3 separate regions of the Mus musculus genome follow, and all the other regions are linked to region 3. Evidence: chromatin contacts called from public Hi-C and Micro-C data. All regions are on one chromosome and are shown on one strand. The core of a region is the stretch at or near the end of the contact, and the rest is flanking DNA. Distances in the headings are between cores, read along the strand shown.

Region 1 (4,496 bases), core at 1,372-3,871, about 16 Mb before region 3:
TTTCATACAATCCGATGTGGCGGTTAGTTAGCGGTTTATCTGTGGCTGCTTAAAATATAAATATACTGAGATGTCAGAGGATATAGAGAAGTTGGAGAGACAATTTGAATAAGACTCCATGCTGCGTGCCCAGCAAAGGAAATAAGAGTGATTTTTAAAATCTGAGATAGCAGCTCTCTTAATTAAGAAAGGTTATCCACCAAGTTGTTTTATTATTTGGCTTCTTCACACAGAACGCGTGAGCTTGCTCATTCAAAACAGCAAGTTCCCCAAGCTACAGAGAAACCTATCATGGAAGTCTTTTAAATAAGTAAATAAACAGCATATATATGTTTTGTTTTGTTTTTTAAAAAAGAAACCTTCAAAGCAAAAGTTATACATATATATAACAGCGTCCTTTCGAAGTGAAATACCCGCAGGAGACTCAAGGGCAGGCTCTCAGAGTGCAGTTCTGTTCCAAAGGAGTCTTTGCAGCCAGATCCTTCAGGAAAAGCAATGCGAAGAGAAGTAGCATTGGGTCAGGCCTCACCGCATGCCCCAGAGTCGCGATGGATTCTCGCTTCTAGAGCCTTTAGGCCCGCGGGTCCCTGGCCACGGGGCTTCTGCCAGCGCCGTATTTGCTGGTCTTGTCCTCTCTCTTTCTCTCTCTTTTTTTATTTTGTGTATCTCATTTTTACACTGGATTCTAAGTGTGATGAGTGGGCAGCTCAGATGTCGCACTCACTGTCGCTGGATGTGATGGAGATGGCCGAAGTGGCCGCCTTGCTCGACAGACTGGCAGCCGGGCTGGAGGCGACGCCCAACACCTCAGGCGTTCCCTCACCCTCCGAGCGTAGCACCCGCCCGGGGCCCTGCGACAGAACCTGCTGCTGGAGTCTGGAGGGTTGGGGAGAAAGGGACACTGGTCACAGCAAGAAATCAAGCCGCCACATTGTACCCCTTTTCTCCGACCCGTCTACCTCCAGCTCCTTGTTAAGACTCTTATTCAGACCTTGACAAGCTGGGGAAGGTGAAGTGACCGGGTTTGGACCGATGCACCACAGCTCTTTCGCGGAATCCTGCCGTTGCCCCTCTCTGTCTGTCTGTATGTCTGTCTCCTTGTTTCTCAGCTCACTATGAATTCCGCCTTAGCCTCCCCAGATCTTTCTCATTTGTCACCCAAATGTTGGGAGATTTACTGGAGGATTGTCAGAAATCCTCCAGCGCAAAGCGGGACAGATAAGGCTTCAGGATACGAGATTCCTTTTCTAATACTACATCTCCCTATGGGTCATGCCTGAGGCTAGAGGATGCTTGAAGAGTTTGGGCCTGAGTTGCAAGCTCCAAAAGCTGGCGAATGAAAAGCATAGGCCGACTAGCTTGCTGGGTGGAGACAGGATAGTTGTCATGAGGAAACACGTCTTTCTGCCTCTTAGAATCTGAGACTCTCTGAAAACTGAAACCTTTTTCAGAGCATCAGGGAAGGATGCAGCCGGGATTTAAAAATAGAGCTAACTAAATAGGCTTCACTTGATGAGAGCCTGGGTCCATGCTAGTAAAAATTAGCTTTGGGCCTCTGGATTTCTGATTGATCCTGGGCTTTTAATCTTTCTCCCTCCCTCCGCCCCCGTTTCCCTAACTACAGCGACATTTTAGTTTGGTGACCCACATCAGCTGCTGCAGTGACCCCCAAAACCCCAAGAACCAGGGGGGGGGGACGGTGGGGAACCAGGAGCCTGCATAGGAATCTAGAACACAGTGGGCTCATAAACCCAAGACAGACTGCATTCCCAGCTCCCTTTGAATTTGGGTCCCTGGACACCAGGTAAGGGCCAAGAATGCCTCCTCCCGCCCCATCCCGGTGTGCACCAAGCCTAGAGGCCTGCTGGTACTGACCTGTTTTTGGCTGCAGCTGCCCGGTCTCTTTGTCTGCGGTTTTTGAACCAGTTGCCCACCTGTGTGGGGGTCAGTCCGGTTGCCTGGGCGAGCTCTCGCTTTTTGCTGGGGTTGGGATATGGGTCCTGAAGGTACCACTCTCGAAGCAGGTGCCGCGTGCGCTCCTTGAAGCAGTGAGTCTTCTGTTCGCCATCCCAAATGGTCCGCGGCAGCGGGAACTTCTTCCTTACTCGGTACTTGTCTACTGGCCCTAGGGGCCGTCCACGCAGCTTCTCTGCCTCCTGGTAATGCGCTTCGAGCCACAGCGCCTGCAGCTTGGCGTGCGATTCCTTAGTAAACTTATGATTTTCCAGGATATGATAAAGCTCGCGGTAGTTGCCACCGTGGAAAGCCACGATGGCTCTCGCTCGCAGCACCGACTCATTCTTGTTAAGGGCTTCACAAGCTGCTGGGGCCACGGGCAGCGACCATAGGAAGCGACCTAGGCGCTCCACGTCGCCGCTTTCCTCCAGGGTCTCACATACCCCGGCTACTTGCTGGGGGCTGAAATTCAAAATGGGCAGCTGGAACATCGAGGCTGCGCGGGCGCCCCGGGTGGGACACGCAGCAGATGCCCGCGGGCCGAGCGGGGTGCGGCTGGGGGTTACAGAGTCGGGGGGAGCCTTCCCGCCTGGAAGAGCTGTGGGTTGGGTTCGGCTGCGCTTGCTCAGCTAGGAAAAGCCAGCCAGCTAGACCGTGCCGCTACTGGGGTGGGCGGATTGGAGACGCGGGCGCCATGGAGACCCCCTGTCAGTCACTAGGCTGCTCTGCCAATCAAGGCTGCGACTAGAGCGCCCCGGTCGTTTCAGCACCTCCCCAGAATCGACAGCGCCCACGGTTTGCCGGGGAGACTGCTGAACCTGAAGAATGAAAAAAGAGGTAGGAGTGGCTGGAACGCACACGAAATCCGCAGCGTCTCACCCTCCGGGCTCCCCCTGTCCAGCCCCTCCCTCTTGTTTTCCCACCAGAGAGGTAGGATGCTGCAGGAATTCACTTTGGGAGCGATGCTATGCCGGGGTCGAAAGGACTCCAGAGGACAAAAGAGGACTGGGAGAAACAAACCCTTTGAGAAAGTTTAAACATAGGGAAGCGACAACCCCCCACCCCCGGGAAGAGCATGCACCAAAGGGACAGGGAGGGGAAGTGGATCCTCTCATTTTTTTTTTCCCCAGGCACCCATTCCTGCCTGTCTGCCGCTTACCATTTCCAGCTGCATAGGAAGCAAGCCGGGAACAGAAGGAACAGAACCACAGATCTGTAGTAGAGGTCAGTTTGGACTCTAACTTTGCTCCCTTCAAAGGTCCCTGGAACTGTTTTATATGGCGGCAAGGACACACAGACACACACAGACACACACAGACACACACACACACACACACACCATTTGACAACTAGGTGCTAATCACGGAGTCTAACTCCAAGAAATGCAAGCTGTAGGGGCTTCTGACTAAATAAAGTTATCCTTCATAGACCCCCTCTCTCCAGTTCAGTGGACTTGAACAAATGGGCAGCAGCCACATCTAGAGTGAGAAGCCATTCTTAGGTCAAGACAGCAACTTAAAAGCCTACTTCAAAGATCCTTTAAAAACAGATTTGATTCTCTCATGGCAGGCTGATTTTGCCTCTGTCTAGAACTTACAACTCCTGGGGCGGACATAGAAACCGTGTGGTTTTTTTTTTTTTTTTTTTTTTTTTTTTTTTTTTTTTTTTTTTTTTTTTAGATCAGAAGTGCCAGCAAGATAAAGTGCAGGCTGCATCCCACAATGCCGTGCAGTTAAGGTGGCAAGGTAGATTGGTCAGAGCCACGGGTCACTGACCCCTCCTGCAGAGAGCATGGGCCTTTTTTGGCACTCTGCCTTCTGGCCAATAGATTGAATTGGCAACATTTATTGATTCCCAATTGACATCCACATCATACCGCTTTCTGGGGCTTCCGTCGAGGAAACCACGATCTCATGTAGCCATGGACGGGGCTTATTAGTTGGTAGAAAGGAAACACTGGGTATAGGTGCCCCCCCCCGCCCCCCCCCCAAAAAAAATCAGACGACAAGGTTCATCCCTGAATTGGACTGGGGCTAGCTGTCTTTTCTTTAGTATCAAGTACACGTTGTATGCGGCTTGTACAGATTGAGTAAATCAGAAGGCAGATAGATAGCACAGATGGTTGGATGTGTCGGGTCAGATCACACCACGCCTGAGTGCAGGGTAAAGCTCGTTCTGACGGAAAACCCTGATATTATTTTCACAGATCTTCACAGTTCGCGGGGGGGGGGGGGGTAGCAGAGGGAAAGGGGTGGGGGGTGGGGGGGAAACCCTGCAACCATTCCTATCATTTCTGTGAGATTGCCAGACGCCTCATCCGAGTTGCTTTTTTCTGAAGCGTTCATTTTTCTTGAAGTGCTACAGGATAGGGGCAAAATAAGGATGATAAGGTAGTGAGAAAACACAAACCTTCTCTGCCTGGGCGCAACTTCTAAATTAGCCCCAGGGACACATTTTAGTGAGAAACGTGGCTTACAGTAGTCCTAGCCCTCTTGAGGGAGAGGGAGAATCTCTGGCAGAAAAAGGCCCGGGGCTTTGAG
Region 2 (4,082 bases), core at 340-2,839, about 16 Mb before region 3:
CTCTCACTTGGATCTCAAAATGCAAAGAGTTCTTTGGCTGATGGAATCAAACCACGGCAAGGAGACAAGCTAGTTTGAAGAGCCCAGTGTTTGCTCCCTGCCACTCCCTAAGAGGGCACACCGGAATCAAAAGCATTTTTGAAGTGTACTTAAAATTCTGTTTTCAACTTATCTAATCAGAGATAAGTATAGTCATAAAGTCACTCTCCCTCCACCTTCCCTTATCTCCACCCATTGTTCTTATCTCTTGCTTGACTTAGCCACTGACAATAGATTATCTTTGTTTAGAGAGGCTAATTGTTTTTGAAATCTTTTTAATAATTGCTTTGGAACAAGGTGTGCAAATGAGGCTTAAGTTAATTACAGCTTCATTTGTCTGTGCAGTTTTACTAAGCATTCTCCCCACAGAAACAAAATAGCAGATGATGGAACTTAAATTGCAGGACACATCTCATTGGCTGGCAGTAAAATAGGCCAGCATTGCAAACACACACACACACACACACACACACACACACACACACACTTTATTTAATCTTCTTGGAGCCACTGTGGTTCTAGCTTAGAGGGCAGTGTCCCTCTCAGAGCAGGGCAAGGATTATGTTACAACCAGACAGTTATTGGAGCTGGGCGCAGTTTTATTTAATTTACACCCCATTCAGCGCCTTTTGCATGAGGTTCCCCAATTTTTTTTTTTTTTTTTGCTAATGGCAAGTAAAGCTTTTCAGCATCCATCGGTAGCAGGGGTTGCTTTGAAAAAACGCAACCGTACAACTGGGGAAACTGAGTCCAGAAGTCTATGGACAGCAAGATTCTAAATTGCAGATGAAGCCCTGGTGTCTCTATGCTACAGTGCCAGGGTCAACCCTTCTGATCCCTCTTCTAGAGGCACTTTGAGAATGAGGGGAATGTTGCCCAGATCAGAGTCCTTGAGACCTTTAGGAGGTGTTAGGAGTTAGGAAGAGAAAGGGTGTAGGAGTTGGGGGGTGGGGGTGGGGGTGGGGGTGGGGGGCTAGGTTTGTCTTCACCTCCAGGAACCAAACCTGGAAGAAGCCACTTTCAGAGTGCTTGCAGCACAGAACCCTAGTCTCCTTTTGTATTATTTATCTCATTCCATAAGCTATTCATCAATCCATTATTTATTCATCTTAACATTAAGGTAATTAAATATGAGCTCACCGGGAAAAGCCAAGACTGCAAGAGACAGGGCTAAGAATATGGAGAAGAGGGTCATTAGAACGTCTGCAGCCATTGATTTGTGCTGCGTGAGGCTCCCCTTAGGTGACACCAAAGAGGGCGCCGCTTCGCAAGGTCCTGACTTGGTCACCACCCTTTTCAGCACCCCAGTTCCCTCCTCCCGACCCCACCTCACTTCCCACCTCTCCGGGTCCTTCTCCTCCCACCACTTCTTATCCTAGGCAGCACTCGGTAGCTTCGCCCTCCCCACGCGGGGCGGCAGGGTGGCGCGGCTTTGCTGCCGGGCCGGGCGGCGCGCAGGCTGGCCAGCTTCGGATAGGCGCCGCTCGCAGCCAATCAGCGTGTCGGGGACGCTGCGCGCTTTAAGGCCGCTGCGGGGAGAACAGAAACCAAGTTCCCCGGCAACCAGCAGCATCCACCCGGCGGCAGGCGGGAGCCAGCGAGGCCCAGAAGGCTGTAGAGAACGCCAGCCACTCGGAGTCTAGCTCACCCCTACTTCTCTTCGTCTTCCTTGGCCTCCCACCCGCCGAGGTTCGACTGGTCTCTTCGCCCGCGCCAAGGCTAGGGAGGGGGTTAGGAGCAGCCGCGCCCCCCTCCCCGCGGCAGCCGCCCCCTGCTCTCCCAGCTCTGCTCACTGCCGCGTGCGCCCGGGCCCGTGCGCCCCGGCAGCGCCAGCCATGTCGATGCTGCCGTCGTTTGGTTTTACGCAAGAGCAAGTGGCGTGCGTGTGCGAAGTTCTGCAGCAAGGAGGGAACCTGGAACGCCTGGGCAGGTTCTTGTGGTCGTTGCCCGCCTGCGATCACCTGCACAAGAACGAGAGCGTGCTCAAGGCCAAGGCGGTGGTCGCCTTCCACCGCGGCAACTTCCGCGAGCTCTACAAGATACTGGAGAGCCACCAGTTCTCGCCTCACAATCACCCCAAACTGCAGCAGCTGTGGCTGAAAGCGCACTACGTGGAGGCCGAGAAACTTCGCGGCCGACCCCTGGGTGCCGTGGGCAAATATCGGGTGCGCCGAAAATTCCCGTTGCCGCGGACCATCTGGGACGGCGAGGAGACCAGCTACTGCTTTAAGGAGAAGTCTCGGGGCGTGCTGCGGGAGTGGTACGCGCACAACCCCTACCCCTCACCGAGGGAGAAACGGGAGCTGGCCGAGGCCACCGGCCTCACCACCACCCAGGTCAGCAACTGGTTTAAGAACCGGAGGCAAAGAGACCGGGCCGCCGAGGCCAAGGAAAGGTACGCGGCGTGCTTGCCCAGGCTCGGGTGACCCCGGGAAGTTTCACCCTTCGCTCCCTTCTGCCCCCCGCAGGCGTCGCCACCAGCTTCCTACCCGCCGCCACCCGGCAGAGGTCCGTGGGGCGGCACCCCGGCCTCGGCGACGCTGCTGTGAAGGTTCATGAACTCTTGAGGTTGCCTGTTAGGGACTGGGTCGCGTTTGCGTGGAGCACTCGCGCGTGGGTTTCTTTGGTGAGGGAAAGTGTGGGGAACGGTCGGCGTTGGGTTTGTTTCATGCCCTCCGGGCTGGCTCCGGCGAAGAGAAGGGATGGCCAGGGAGTTTGTAGATCAGAGGAAACGGGGGTATTGCTTGGTATCGCGAGGGAAGCTGTTCGGTACGGCGGAAGGTCTCGAACCTCCGCTCTTTCGCTCCGTCTTGAAGCTGGTCTGAGTCGAACGCTCGGCCCCCAGTACCTCCCGGCTCTCTGCTCATTCTCTCCGGCTAGTCTATGGAGGAGAGTTCTGCTTCATTTCGCGCTAGTTGGACAAAGGGAGGAGTCTTGTAAAAAGAAATACCCTGGAAAGGGGACACTGGGGGTGTCGCTGCTGGGTGTCCTATCAGAGGCCCCAAGCCGGGAGAAGACTGCCGCCTGCCGCGCTCCCTCATGCTTGGCCGGGTTGCTTTCGCTGGCCCCGCCGCCGCCGCTGCGGGCGAGGAGAAGGGCTCCAGTCGCTGGCTTCCCCCTCCCGGGAGCACGGAAGCAAAGCTTTAAAAAAAGAAAAGAAAAGAAAGAAAGAAAAAGAAAGAAAGGGGAAAAGTCTCCCTTCTCCCCTCCTCTCCTCTCGCAGACGCGGCGGTTCCTCGGCCCGGGAGGTTCGTAGCGGAGCTTCTGGCCGAGGTTCGGAGGAGCGCGGGGCGGAAAAGTTGGGGAGCTGGGCACAGAGCCCCGCTGTGCTCGCCTTTGTTCACTGTCAGCCTGGGGGCCGAAGATCTGGCTTCCAGGATTCCCCCTGGGTGGGGAAACCACAGAGCCTGCCTAAATTCCGGGGAAAGGGGCTCTCCGGAAGAGAAAGACGGTGCTGGGAAGGGAGTGTGCAGGCGGGCGAGCGCTAGGCTCCGGGTGGCCGCCGGCGCTGGAAAGGAGGAAGAGCGAGCAGTCCTGAAGTTGAGTGGGACCCGGGGACCCGGGGACCCGGTGCGGGGACGGACTGACACTCCGTTGTGCGGGGTCGGCCGGCGCCCAGCCGGGGCGGGGCAGCGAAGTTTGCCCGGCTGAGAAAGGGTGGGAGGCTCTGGATTGTGGGCGAGCAGCTCAGAGAGGAGAGCAGGAGGGGCTGGGGAATGAACTAGGAGTAACGAAACAGGGATTGCTCGGCTCCAGCTACCCTTTAGTTTACAAAACGGCCGGTCCCCAAGCCAAGCGAGGGCCCACTCCCGGGTGAAATCCGAGAGACTGGCTAAGCTCCCTGTGTTTACTCAGGTCACTGGGCCGCTCTGGGCACGACTTCCCATGACCTGTCCTAGGTCTCTGGAACCCCAGCCTCCAGACAGGGGCAGGGAAACTGGTCATCTAATTGTTTCCTCAGATGGAGGCAGGCAATTGACTTGGGTCAGAGCAAGCATTTGTGCATTGGGCAGTTTGTCTCCCGATCATTTCGTTATTGCAAC
Region 3 (4,562 bases), core at 1,697-4,196:
AGAGGACAAGAAGATGGGAAATCGTGCACTGCTTAATTACTTTAAAAGGTAACTGTGCCAGTGTGGTGGGAACATCAAAAAGCGGGAAATTAGCACAGGAAATATCTTTCTCTTTCCTATTTAAATTTTCCTCTGCCTGTCTTAAACTTTCCACTGAGCAGTTAGGCAATAAGGCGAATAAAACATTTTAACTTTCTTTTTCTCCCTATACCAAGAAAGAACCTAATGTCTTTTAAATTTTATCTTTAACAGTACAATAAAAAAGAAAACAAACTCAAGTCGCCCGGGAAAGCCGGACTGTATGGTACAGAACACTCCGAGATCTTTCTGAACAATCACAACAGACGTCCAGGACAGAGCAAGGTTCCGGCACAGAAAAGGAAAAAAACACTGCTGGAAACTTTGCAGGAAAGGGGCACGCAACCACTAGCGTTTCCTAGTTCCCGAGGACCCTAAGGAAAGCAGGAGGCTGGGGGGAACCAGAGACAGCAGCCGAATGGACAACAGCGAATCACCTAGCAATTGTCACCTCAACTACTGGGTTGATAATTAACGTCTGTTAAGGGAGGTGGGTGGGAGGTAAGGGGAGAGAGAGAGAGAGAGAGAGAGAGAGAGAGAGAGAGAGAGAGAGAGAGACCGAGACCTCCGTTTCCGAGGAAAATGAAGTGAAGCATAAGAATGAAACCAATTAGGTGACATTTGAACTTCCTGCCTGAGCAAATTTGCCCTGATTGCCAGAATCCGAGAATAATAATACAATTTCCAGAGTGTGCGGGGACTCGTAGCTGCGGCATCTGACTCGTGAGCAAGCTGCCGACAGTGGCTACCTACAACCCGCAGCCCCAAGCCTGCTAGGGCCTCCTCTTGTGCTCCCCAAATCGCCAGGCTGCGCTCTCCAAACAGTCTAGCCCGGCTGAGGCTGAGTGCGCGAGAGGCGGGGGAGGGTGGAAAATGCGAACCATGTGTTTGGGGGGGGGGGTATGTTATGGGTCTGGTAGTTTGAGATGAGGCTGGAGACTGTGTGTGGCAAGGAAACAGAGGGGCAAGAGTTTCAAGTTAATGAGATCAGGACACCCCCTGGGAAGACTCCTTAGGTTTCCAAAAGAAAAGAGCCACAGGTGGTGGGATAGACACTCGCTAGAGGCCGAAGGTACTGGGGTTCCCGAACGCGTGCAGGAACCCACTCCGCTCTGCACACTGCCTCTGAGCTCCTTACCTTGGTCGGTGATGGAGCGGATGCCCAGAATGTCCGTGACGGAGTGAGAGGAGGGCCAGGTGCGCGGCAAGGCCACCGATCCGGGGATGGCCGGCACCCCAGGTGGTGTAGGCACCTTAGCTGCTGCCGCCGTGATGGGACTGGGATATGAGTAAATGTGGTTGTAGGGCAGCGCGGGCTGCGGCGCGGGCTGGTGCTGCTTGTATGAGTCGTAATGACCCTGCTGGGCCAAGTTGCCGATCTTGTTGCGCAGAATACGGCTGATGGAACTCACCGAGGGCACGTTGTACTTGTCGCACACGCCATCCGCCAGCAGGCGGTCCCGGATCTCCCAAGCGAAGATGCCTGGGTCCCTCTGCTTGTAAGTCCGGATGTGTTTCACCACAGTAGGGGTGGTGACCCGGGGCTTGCTCCCCCCAATAGCTCCCGGCAAAATCGAACCGGTCTCGTTGTAGCGCGCCAGGATCTTGCTGACGCAGCCGTGCGAGACCCGTAGCTGGCGGCTGATGTCACAAGGTCGGATGCCCAGTTGGGCTAATTCCACGATGCGAAGCCGAATGGCGTTGGGCAGCGGCCTTCCGTTCACGAACACTCCTCCCAGCTGGTTCACCTCCCCGAAGGCTGGCTCTGCAAAAGGAGCACAGAGCGCGCCACAACGCGCACCAACTGCTTGGGACAGCCGCCTGCCACTCGGCCTCCAAGAGCGTCCAGGGGCAGGGTTATGACACCCTTCTATAAGGACTGGGGTTGCCCCGAAACCAGACTGTTCCGGCCTGAGCCAAACGTCTCAAAACAAGCTGCGGCCAGACCTCGCTCCTACTTTGCGATTCCCAACAACAAACAAGAAGAGAGACCCAGGGCAACTCCGGACACTTAAAACTCTCCGAAGCAGGCGGGGAAATCGGTTCTGAGGCTCCAGCGCGCCCCTCTTTGCCTGCCTGGTACCAAAACACTCGGCCCTTGCTCCCTTCCACCGCCTTACCCCTCCCTTCTGCGGGGTTAGACGCAGTCCAGAGAAAGCTGGGGGGGGGGTGTTTTTGTTCTGTTTTGCTTGCAAGTGTAAACACGTGTGCAACAAAACTTGGATTGACACTGGAGCTGCGAGATTCGCCAATGCCACGGCCCTCTTCCCTTAAATCGCAAAATGGCATCAATTGTCACCCAGTGGCTCTCACAGAACCCTTTCCGCCACTGACCCTTGGAGGGTGCTTACAGCTCGACGGACGCAGTCTGAGTCAATACAGCGCGGTGGCGCGCCTCAGCTCCCTCCCTCTAGCCCTCGCCTGCTCGCTCCCTCCCTCCTCGGATCTGACAACGTCCCCCATCAGCCACTCACCCATTGCTCTGAGCAGTACACCAACCCGGCCCCAGTTCCGCACTCCCAGAAAGAAACTTTTTTCTTGTTCTCACTGAGCCGGCCTGTCGCTGCTCCAAGCCGAGGGTGCCTTGGCTTCTTCCCGGGAGGAGGCGACAAGAGTGCCAAAGGAAAGAGTAAAAGGAAGTCTGTGCCGGGCTGAAAGAGGCTTGAGTTCTGCATTTCAATCTAAGCAGCAACGTGGGCTGGGCTGAGCAGGGCCGGGCGGCTCAGTCTATCACTCACTTGTGACACACCCCAAAAGAGGTGGGCCCGCGAGCAATCTGCGTTGTAATTGGTGCAGGCCGGTGAGTGACAGCTCAGTCCGGGAAACTCCTTCCGCCGTCTGTTTCTGGCTGGCTCCGCACCTGGGTGACTAAATACAATGAATAAGAGTGTTTGACGTCTTCCCAGGGGCGCCGCAAACAGAGTGCAAAATCAAGCTGATAAAAATGCTGAATAAGCGAACAGAAGCTTTGGTCTCGGTTTGAATAACTTTAAGTGGGTAGAGACCGAGGACACCTTTTGGGGAAGAGATGAATTTGTCAAATTAAAGTTGGAGGTTAGAGCTCTCAGAGAACAAGTGGCACGACCCTTAAGGGATGACTGAGAACTACCTGTCATGCTGACCTTTGGGGACTGTCAGAATCTTGTCCACAAATTCTATCTCCTTCCAGTTCACTCAGGATGGGGAGAAGTCGAGTGGAGGAGGCGCTTGAGGTGTAAGGACAAGAGACTCCTTCCCGTACCCCGCCCGAAGTGGTTAGTCCAGCAGTGAGGGGCTAAACCTCAGTCAAGCAGGATCCTAGCAGAGGCCAGGTGCAGTGAGGAAAAAAAAATTAAAAAACCAGACTAAAGAGGAGCACAGGACGTCCACGGGGAAGGAGGGTTGATCCCCGGAGCGCTGGTGGCAGTGGCCACGTCCATCCCATCCCACCCCCTTGCATCACTCACCCAGGGTCCTGGTTTCCGTGTGTAAGAATTTGCCAGGGTTCTCAACACCATAGAGCCACCTTGAAAGGTTTGATTTTAAATATGAAAGTCAGCCCCAAGGAGGTACCCGCTGACACTGCCTCTGAGCATCTGTATGTAATTCCCCGCGACTTCAGCTTAGCTACCACAGATGCTGTGTGGTTCTGCCTACCTGGGGATTTTTCACTTTCATTCACCCAAATCCGAAACGGATAGAAGAGTTTGGGACAGAGAAATGCATTTCTTTATGGAGACAAGGTTGTGACGTATGTGGACGAAATAAGGAAGAGAAGCATTGTGAATGGATTCGGGTATTTGTGTGACACCGGAAAGTGGATGATATTACTTCGTCTCCATCACAACAGCCCTCTCTTTAACACATATCCAGGATGTAGGTGATGCGCGCACTCTCCCGAAGGTTCTGCACACAAAGAAATCAGAGGAATCCCGATGTTCACCAGTAAATGACAAGAGCCCAGGACGTCTAGTAATCAGTCTTGGAGCTGACCATTGATCTCCAGGCATCTGCTTCTGTGGTGGGTGTGCACCCTGAATTCAAGTTACAATCAAGTTAAGGATTGAAAGATTACTTCAAATGTCTTTTATTGCAGTCAGGTATTTCCACAATGAGGCTTCACAAATAGAAATACTTGAACATAGCCCCCCCCCCCCTTTATTTGTTGGTTTCAGATGTTCAAAGTCATTTCAAGGCTCGACTTTGTGGTTTCATCCTTGTCTCCGCTCAATACTTGTATTGCGTAGTCAGGTGCTTTATAACAAGGAAAGCCAAGATTTCAGAAGCACCCCCAGCCCCATGCTATAGTATAAATTACTTGCAACTCAGAGACTGAGTGGAGATCAGAACTTCGCCTGAGACTTGCTCACAGAAGATACTGTGCTCTGCTCCGTGATGAGGAACCTTCATCCTCACGGGCAAGAAGTGTTCTCTGAGTGTGCTCTTTGCTCTACTTCCGTGCACCCACTGAGTATTTCACACCCTTCTGAACTGGTGTACAGAGA

The links. Hi-C and Micro-C count contacts between places; a contact is called where the count stands out from the background.
Region 1: a contact with region 3 is called in a Hi-C map of cerebellum, with 8 times the contacts expected there. The contact joins the promoter of Six6 here to the promoter of Pax9 in region 3. A contact is called at or near these places in 2 of 39 promoter capture datasets (cranial neural crest and maxillary cranial neural crest) and 1 of 484 Hi-C or Micro-C datasets (cerebellum).
Region 2: a Micro-C map of embryonic stem cells shows a contact between it and region 3, with 35 times the contacts expected there. The contact joins the promoter of Six1 here to the promoter of Pax9 in region 3. A contact is called at or near these places in 1 of 39 promoter capture datasets (cranial neural crest) and 3 of 484 Hi-C or Micro-C datasets (embryonic stem cells and epiblasts).

Annotation. Positions count from the first base shown.
Region 1 is chr12:72,938,007-72,942,502 of GRCm38.p6, reverse strand. It overlaps Six6 (sine oculis-related homeobox 6), which reads right to left and starts at 2,621. Exons shown (of 2, transcript NM_011384.5): 1 at 1,876-2,621; 2 at 1-876. The coding sequence starts at 2,447. The coding sequence ends at 708.
Region 2 is chr12:73,044,219-73,048,300 of GRCm38.p6, reverse strand. Six1 (sine oculis-related homeobox 1) reads left to right here and starts at 1,589. Exons shown (of 2, transcript NM_009189.3): 1 at 1,589-2,434. The coding sequence starts at 1,875. It overlaps Gm51264 (predicted gene, 51264), which reads right to left and starts at 2,416; the gene lies at 2,353-2,416.
Region 3 is chr12:56,693,855-56,698,416 of GRCm38.p6, reverse strand. It overlaps Pax9 (paired box 9), which reads right to left and starts at 2,946. Exons shown (of 4, transcript NM_011041.3): 1 at 2,553-2,946; 2 at 1,217-1,843. The coding sequence starts at 2,556. It overlaps Gm15524 (a long non-coding RNA gene), which reads left to right and starts at 3,650. Exons shown (of 3, transcript XR_003950120.1): 1 at 3,650-4,562.